2 separate regions of the Mus musculus genome follow, and region 1 is linked to region 2. A link is a contact called in public Hi-C data. All regions are on one chromosome and are shown on one strand. Each heading gives the region's core, a stretch centred on a gene start, on an enhancer-like site or on the middle of the called end of the contact. The rest is flanking DNA. Distances are from core to core; before and after follow the strand shown. Region 1 overlaps Rab3c (RAB3C, member RAS oncogene family). Region 2 overlaps Rab3c (RAB3C, member RAS oncogene family).

Region 1 (3,961 bases), core at 783-3,282, 130 kb after region 2:
GGAAATGAGCGAGGTGAAATCAAATGCTGGAGAAATAGAAGCCACTACAGCATCTCATGATGTACGGCCCATGGGAAGATGGAGCACACAGCAGGCAGTTGGCTGTGAGGCAGATGTGAGCAACATGAGGTTAACAGGATCATCTGGGAGTTACACTAAAAAGCCAAGCAAAAGAGCAATCTGAGAACCAGCTGGTGAGAAATTCTTGGCAGGACTCAGAAACAATATTACTGCTGTCTTATTTAATGTTTCTATGGCTGTGATAGAACACCATGACCCCAAACAACTTAGAAAGGAAAGGGTTTATTTCAGCTTCCAACTCTGAGGTAATTGTTTCTTGCTGACGGAAGTCAGGGCAGGAACTCAAGGCAGGAATGGAAGCAGAGTCTACAAAGAATGCTGCTTACTGGCTTGCTCCCTTTGATTTGCTCAGCCTGCTACCTTATGCCTTCCAGGACTACCAGACCAGTTGGGGCACCATCCCCTGTGCCCAATCATGAATTATTAAAAAGACACTACAGACTTGCTTATAGGCAGACCTTATAGGTCCATTTTCTCAATTGAGAGTCTCTCTTCCCAAATACTCCATATTGGGTCAAGTTGACAAAACACTAGCCAGTGTAAGTACTAACAATGATATAGGTCTAGAAAAATGACTCAGTGGGTAATGTGAGAACATGGTTTAGATTCTTAGCATCTACTTGAAAGTCCCACAGTCTTAGTGTCCTGCCTGTGATCCCAACACTCTGGAAGCAAAGACATGGGAAACATGGATCAAGTTAGCCACCCTGATTTGCAAAGTTGATGAGCTATGTGTGCAAGTGAGAGGCCTGCCTTGGTACATAAAGTGCTGAGCGTTTGATGATGGCACCAATCACACGTGTACACCCATGCACATATGTGCATGTCCAGATATGAATATACACACGTATGCAAAAACATGATGTCTAATTATCTTTAATGAGTGGCTTCAACACCTTATTTCTTTTAAAAGACCCTTTCAACTTATATTATTCAAAAATTATATTGAAGTTTTATGATAGCCAAATTAAAAGATATAAACACCAAAGGCAATCGTAAATCCTTCAGGACTCTCGTCTAAGTTGTTGAGTCATAATAACATATGAAAGAGCAGCATGCAGACTGAGCATGTCTCAGGCAGCCTGGGACATGCTCCCTTGGATCTGTTCTATGGAAAACATTTAGAGTTAGGCTAGGTTGCTCCTTAAACTCACACTGAAGACCAGAATGGCCTTGAACTCAGAGATTCACCTGTCTCTGCCTCCCTACTCTTAAGATTAAATGCATGCACCAGACCACCTTGGCACTTCAAATTAAGAAGAAAGGTTATCTAAGATATATAAAATTATTATTTATGGGGAATAAAAGGCATATGTATAAGCAAAAGTTTAAGTATATTAAAAGGCTTTCATAGAGAAAAGTTACCTCATAAAATTACAGCATTGCAAATAGAATAAATCAGGATAAACCATTTCCGGAAACATCTAGCAGCCCAGAAAAACATTTTCTCACATTTCAGTTTTACTGTCAACAGGATTGGTGGATTGGGAAACCAGGAAGGGTGTTAGTTTTCTATCACTCCAATCACCATTTTCATGCAAAGTATCTTTTTAGAGCTTGGGTGGCAGACAATGTGTTTTCTTACTCTTCAAACAGACCCTGCTGCCTGCATAGCTTGCCTAAAGAGTCAGAGCAGAGTAGCTGACACCTCTGCAGGAAATACCCAGGTATCTCCAGCTGGGTACCACACTGGCTGGTTATCCCAGCAGAAGGACCCCTCTGTGCTACTAAGGCTAGACTGGGACCCCTGTGTTCTTCCCTCTGCGCCAAGCCACAGGTTACAAGCTCAACCTGCTGAGTCATCTCACAGTTTGAGAGGCAGGCAGATGGGCAATAGTATAAAAGCTGGATTTGGTTAAATTCATCATCCTTCAAAGAAAGATGAAGGATGGATTTTGGCACCCAAAGATGTTGCAAGCTGCTGAAGAGTGACCAGGAGAAAAATTTAGCAATCAAGCACTAAATTTTGTTGTCCTCCTACTTCTGCTTTGCAGGGAAAGAGGAGGAGACCAACCCTTCTCACCAGTTTATTTACAAATTGCATTTGACAGCATGGTGGGGCAGTCTCAGAAGTTCTTCCTGAATAGGCTTGGTCACTGAATCTGGGAATCTGCATTTTCTCTAAGTAACCTTGGCCACTCTGGGTCTGACAATTTTACCAGTGCTGGGTAATGAAAGGGGCTACAGGACTGAACGATTTGTGTTAATAGTTCATCTCCGGGGTCTGAGCTGGTGACTTTGAGCAAATCAGCCAACTTCTCCACATTTTAGTCTCTTCAACTATCAAATGAAACTTTCGAAATAGAAAGTTATGGGTTGGAGAAATGGCTCGGAAGTTAAGAGCACTGGCTGCTCCTCCAGAGGTCCTGAGTTCAATTCCCAGCAACCACATGGTGGCTCACAACCATCAATAATGGGATCTGATGTCTTCTTTTGGCACAGGTGTACATATCAATAGAGCAGAGCATTCATACATAAAATAAATAAATAAATAAATAAATCTTTAAAAAAAAAGAAATTGAAAGTTTTGACAACCAAATATGTTGTCACAAGTAACTCGATTAGTTAGCCCAGGCCTCACAATTAATGATATACACAAGCAGCCTCCCAGATGTTTAATTTTCAGTATCTTTTTTCTCATAAGTGGTTTGAATTTTTAATATTCTTAGACACTTCATAGAATAATAAAAATATTAATGTGGACTCTAATTTGGGAATAATTTTTGCAAGACATGGCTATCAGTCATTAACAATCACTCCTTGAAAGATGACAGATAAGCAAATAAAGATGTTTTATAAATGGCTATACTTTCCTAAATAGCACTCCTTTTCTCAAATAAAATGAAAAGGGTGCTATGGTTGTCCTATTTGCTGATAGTTAATATGTTCTAAAAGCTCTTTCCTGCAGAAGACCCACTTGTGGAAAGATATACAAACAAATAAAAGGAAAGGTTGTAATGGGAAAAGACAGAGAAGGGTGACAGGGAAGGTTTCTGGAACCTTCTTCAGGATAGCCTTTATAAAGAGATGGAAACCTCCCCCCCCCCCCCCGCCCCCAGTGGTGACTGATTACAGAGATCATTGACTGAAGATCTGAACCTTTAAAAAGTATAGCATTTAGTGAACCAATAACTTGTTTAAAAGGAAAGTTAAATAAAAGGCGTCACTTTGGACTGGATGCTGGAGGCCAGCTTAAGACCATCCCTCCAAAGCATGGAGCTGAATCTGACTGATCCCTACCCTCAGTTAGTGTAAAATTAATGTTTGTTTTCGAATATGACCTACATGAGCTACCCCCAAACGCAAGAGGCTTTTAGACTTGGTCTCTTATTTATGTGTTTCTCTACATCATCCAATATTACTGGCACCTGACAATTTTTATTTAGATTTCTAAAAGTTATCTAAATTGCCCTAGAGATTCCATAAGAGTTTAAATAGGCAGCCTTTCTCATATTTGAGAGACAGACTGAATATTGCTTTCTAGCATCCCCCACCTCCCATTATTAACTGCACCACCCCACACAGGTACCAAGGGCACTGTGATAGCAAGAAGAGCTAGGCTGAGCAATGGGGCCAAACCCAGCCACAGGGCAGGAAAATAGCCTCTCAGGCATCAGCACAGAGACATGTAAAATTTAATTTCTCCCAAACCAGATACAAGTTAATTAATTTAGGAATCACGGGGCTCCTTTCCAAAGAGAAGAAGGGACAGAGAGGGGAACATACAGGGAACATTGGGGGTAATAGTGCTTTGGGATAAATTAAGTTATGCATCCTAATGCAAGAGTAGACGTTGCCAAGCTCTATTGCTCAAGTCCAGCTATAAGAGTCTTAATTTTCCTTTAAAAGAGGACTTCTATTAGCTTTACTGACAACTGTA
Region 2 (3,540 bases), core at 317-2,816:
TGCATATATGGGCCACTGCCATCAAAGACTTCCTTCAAATAATTATTAGGCAGTATAATCGAAGGCTAATAGACCATTTATCAATGCTGCTTCTTGGCTGCTCTGGAGCCCCTTGGAGCTCCTGTGTGGGGGACATTAGCAGCCACAGTTGGGCTGTGGTGGAGGAGGGGTCTCCTTGAGCCTCGTGCTCTGCTTTGCCGCTGTGATGGCTGGGTCGGTCTCCAAGCTCTCTGACATTTTGTCACAAATGATATCTACGAGGCGCTCGAAGGTTTGCTTCACGTTGATGTTATCCTTGGCGCTGGTTTCAAAAAACTCAAACCCTGCAGGAAACACACAGAAACAGGCCCATCATTTCACGTTTCTGAAGTCCAATGGACTCAGTTGCGGTTTTGAATGTCGATGGGGCAAAGGCAGCGGTGGGAGATGGGTGCGATTTCTTAGACCGGAGATGACTGCTGGACAAGAAGCGCTACCCACTGACCAGAGCAGAGAGTTATAAAGAGGGGTTGATGATACTCATTTTATTTGTCTCTACTGATTCATTCATGATGTCTGCAACGGCAGAGAGATTTTCTGAGAGGAAATCAAGAGTTAACAGTAGTAGTATCATTAGGAACCCTCACCAGCCAGTCCTCTCATCCTGACTCCTTGCTCCCGCCTCTGGTGTGCTCATACATCTTTGTTGACTTGGCTGGATTAAGAGCAAAGCATGGGGCGTGTCTGCGACTGCTTTTCCAGGCCCAACTAGATGCTGTGGACTCTGACTTAATCAGTGACTCACCCCCTCGATGACATTATTGCTAGGCAGTGAGGGGTTGGGGCGGGGTTTAGTTGGTGTAAGTCCGTTACTGGAACTTATCCTGTATCCTCGGGTGCTATATTATTCAGGGTTATCCCTTGTTCTGACTCCTGGCCACCTTGGTGTGAATTGTTGTGTTCAGCTTCAAGGCTGACTTTTTGGAGAAAAGTGAGACGCCTTAGACAAAAAACCTGAGGATTTTTTGTCTGGTCGCCGTGTAGTCTTTTAAAGTCTTCTCTAAAACTGACATGACTTCCATTCTTCTCTCATTGCTGTATTATGTCAAAGTTATTAACGTTTTTGAACAAAAGATTTAGAAAAGGTCCTGTGCATATTCTATCAGAAGAGGGACTACGAATTTCCTATTCAATCCTGTTCTTTTTTCCCTGTCCAGTCATGGGACCAAGTAGTATCTAGCAGGACACTAGGTGGCGCTAAAGAATCACAGGAGTTACCGTAGACCTCCTTCAATCTCTGGGTATTTGAACTGAGTGTTAATGCAATAACCCTGCAGTCTTTGTAACGCTGTTTCAGCTTTCTGGTGGGGGCAGATTTCCTTCTCACCAGTACTATTTATGGCAGTAAAGTTTTTGAATAGGAAAGAAAACAATAAATTTTAATTGAGCAGCAAAAATACAAGAAGGTGGGAACCATGGCACAAGGAGGGTGGGCAAACCCCACTTCCAGGATGCGGCTGTCTGGAAGCCATCTCAGAATGCAGCTCTGCACACAATGTTATCATTCCATTGTTCGCATTCCCATTCTACCGGCTGTGCTTGCCTGTCAGTTGCTATGGCAACTGCCCCAATTGGCCAGCCGGAGATTGGTCTGGTCCACCGGGGGGAATGTTGATTTAGGATGTGCTGGGCAGAACACAGAGAGCCTTTTTTAATCCATTCTCAATTTTACACCCTATAAATCCTTCTGGTTACATCTGGCCCTATCTCAGAGGAGACACAAAGATTCAAAATGATTAAATCCAGTGAATGCCTGGCTCCTGGGACCAAAATGAAAAGCACAGTCCACTGCTTCGCATCTATGTCCACATCCCTTTAATAACTAAGAAATACTTGTTTTCTTGAAGGGAATTGAAAGGAAAAAAAATAAATGATTTTCATAAGTTAAAATTTCTAAGTTTTTGACACTACTGTTGATTGGATGATTAAACCCAAGTTACATTTTGACTGCAGCTCTGTTAGGATCCGAGCAACAGCCAGACTCAGGAGACAGATCATTAGCAGATTAAAGTCCTAGGAAACAGTGCAAGGTATTTCAGTCTACCTTTGGCTTCTATTTCTTTTTTTATTGTTTTGTGTCTGCACAGTGATCACGCCGTTCTCTTAGAGTAGAAATTTACCTATAGGCAAGGCCAGGTGGTGTGGACAGTGCTGATTTTTCTAAAGCTGGTGCATTCCCTACAGCTGGATCATTTACGTTCCTGATGGACCCAGGGCAGGGCAGGACAGGCACCCTCTGCTCGATGTCATTGCTTACTCATCAGAGCTCTTTGCTTGCTATTTTCTAGGTGCTAGTGTTTTTGTCCCAGAATTAGTAGGGTTGGGCATCATTCCAGAAGATTCCAAAACCACACCGGAGATGTGAGACCTCTGAATGAAACTTTGGAGGAAAATAATTCTGAAATTTGGGGCAAATCTGGGACAAGTTTCGGTTCTATCATCGTTTCAGCGGGTGCTTCTTTTACATGTGAGCGTCTGGGAAAGGGCAGAACATGAAGCACTGAGCCATTGCTGAAAGATACAGGCTCCCACCCCCCTTTATTAAATGTAACTCCGTTATCTGGTTATGAGGTCACCCTAGGATGATGGTGCGCAAGTTGGGAACAGTAACGTGATCTCTGATCACAGAATCCAAAATGTTCTCAATTTCCATCCCTTTCTGTATGTGATGATTTGTATATGCTCAGACCAGGAAGTGGCACTATTAGAAGGTGTGGCCCTGTTGGAGTAGGTGTGTCACTGTGGGCGTGGGCTAAAAGACCCTCACCCTAGCTGCCTGGAAGTCAGTATTCTGCTAGCAGCCTTCAGATGAAGATGTAGAACTCTCTGCTCCTCCTGCACCATGCCTGCCTGGATGCTGCCATGCTTCCCGCCTTGATGCTAATGTACTGATCCTCTGAACTTGTAAGCCAGCCTCAATCAAATGTTGTCCTTATAAGAGTTGCCTTGGTCATGGTGTCTGTTCACAGTAGTAAAACCCTAAGACACCGTGGGATCCTGGGACTCAGGAGAGAGTGTCTAGGAGCCCTTCACATTATAAGAACACTCTTTCCTCAGCATGGTGAGGAGGCCGTGATATGGTGAGAGTGTGGGGGCTTATTGGCCCAAGTACCTTGGCAGCCCACCGTTAACATGCTAGATTTTAAAAAAATCTTCACTGTTTCTGTATGTTTGTTTGTTTATTTTTTATATATTGTATGTGGTCAGATATGTATGTAATTTGCATGTATGAAACACATATGTGGAGAACAGGATGGTAAGCAAGAGTCTGTTCTTTCCCACCATGTGGGTCTGGGAATTGAACTCAGGGCATGGGGTTTAGCAGCAGGCTCCGTTATGTACTGAGCTACCTTGCTGGTCTGACACACTAGATCTGTCACCATGAGAAAATTATGGCTTCCGCACTCACTTTCATAATTTATGGTGTTTGCTCTGCCTGTCCTATAGCATTATCATGGCTCTCAAGTGGGAAAATGTGGGTGAAGGGGCCAAACAAACTGG

What was found. A called contact is a pair of places that touch in the nucleus more often than the background predicts.
Region 1: a contact with region 2 is called in a Hi-C map of the N1E-115 cell line, with 4 times the contacts expected there. The contact joins two enhancer-like sites. A contact is called at or near these places in 4 of 484 Hi-C or Micro-C datasets (the N1E-115 cell line, embryonic fibroblasts, embryonic stem cells and 1 more), 1 of 115 datasets of contacts at active chromatin or transcription factors (acute myeloid leukemia) and 1 of 9 other capture datasets (embryonic stem cells).

What each region holds. Positions count from the first base shown.
Region 1 is chr13:110,188,234-110,192,194 of GRCm38.p6, forward strand. All of the region lies in intron 2 of Rab3c (RAB3C, member RAS oncogene family), which reads right to left. All of the region lies in intron 1 of Gm41057 (a long non-coding RNA gene), which reads left to right. Among named protein-coding and RNA genes, the nearest start is that of Gm41057, 9.1 kb to the left of the region's middle. Within about 2 kb of position 2,033, at least 11 of the 459 cell types and tissues checked have an H3K27ac peak or open chromatin away from gene starts, as enhancers often do. A contact at or near this core is called in the N1E-115 cell line, where this site is marked.
Region 2 is chr13:110,061,680-110,065,219 of GRCm38.p6, forward strand. It overlaps Rab3c (RAB3C, member RAS oncogene family), which reads right to left. Exons shown (of 5, transcript NM_023852.5): 5 at 1-323. The coding sequence ends at 136. Among named protein-coding and RNA genes, the nearest start is that of Gm32881, 57 kb to the left of the region's middle. Within about 2 kb of position 1,567, at least 80 of the 459 cell types and tissues checked have an H3K27ac peak or open chromatin away from gene starts, as enhancers often do. A contact at or near this core is called in the N1E-115 cell line, where this site is marked.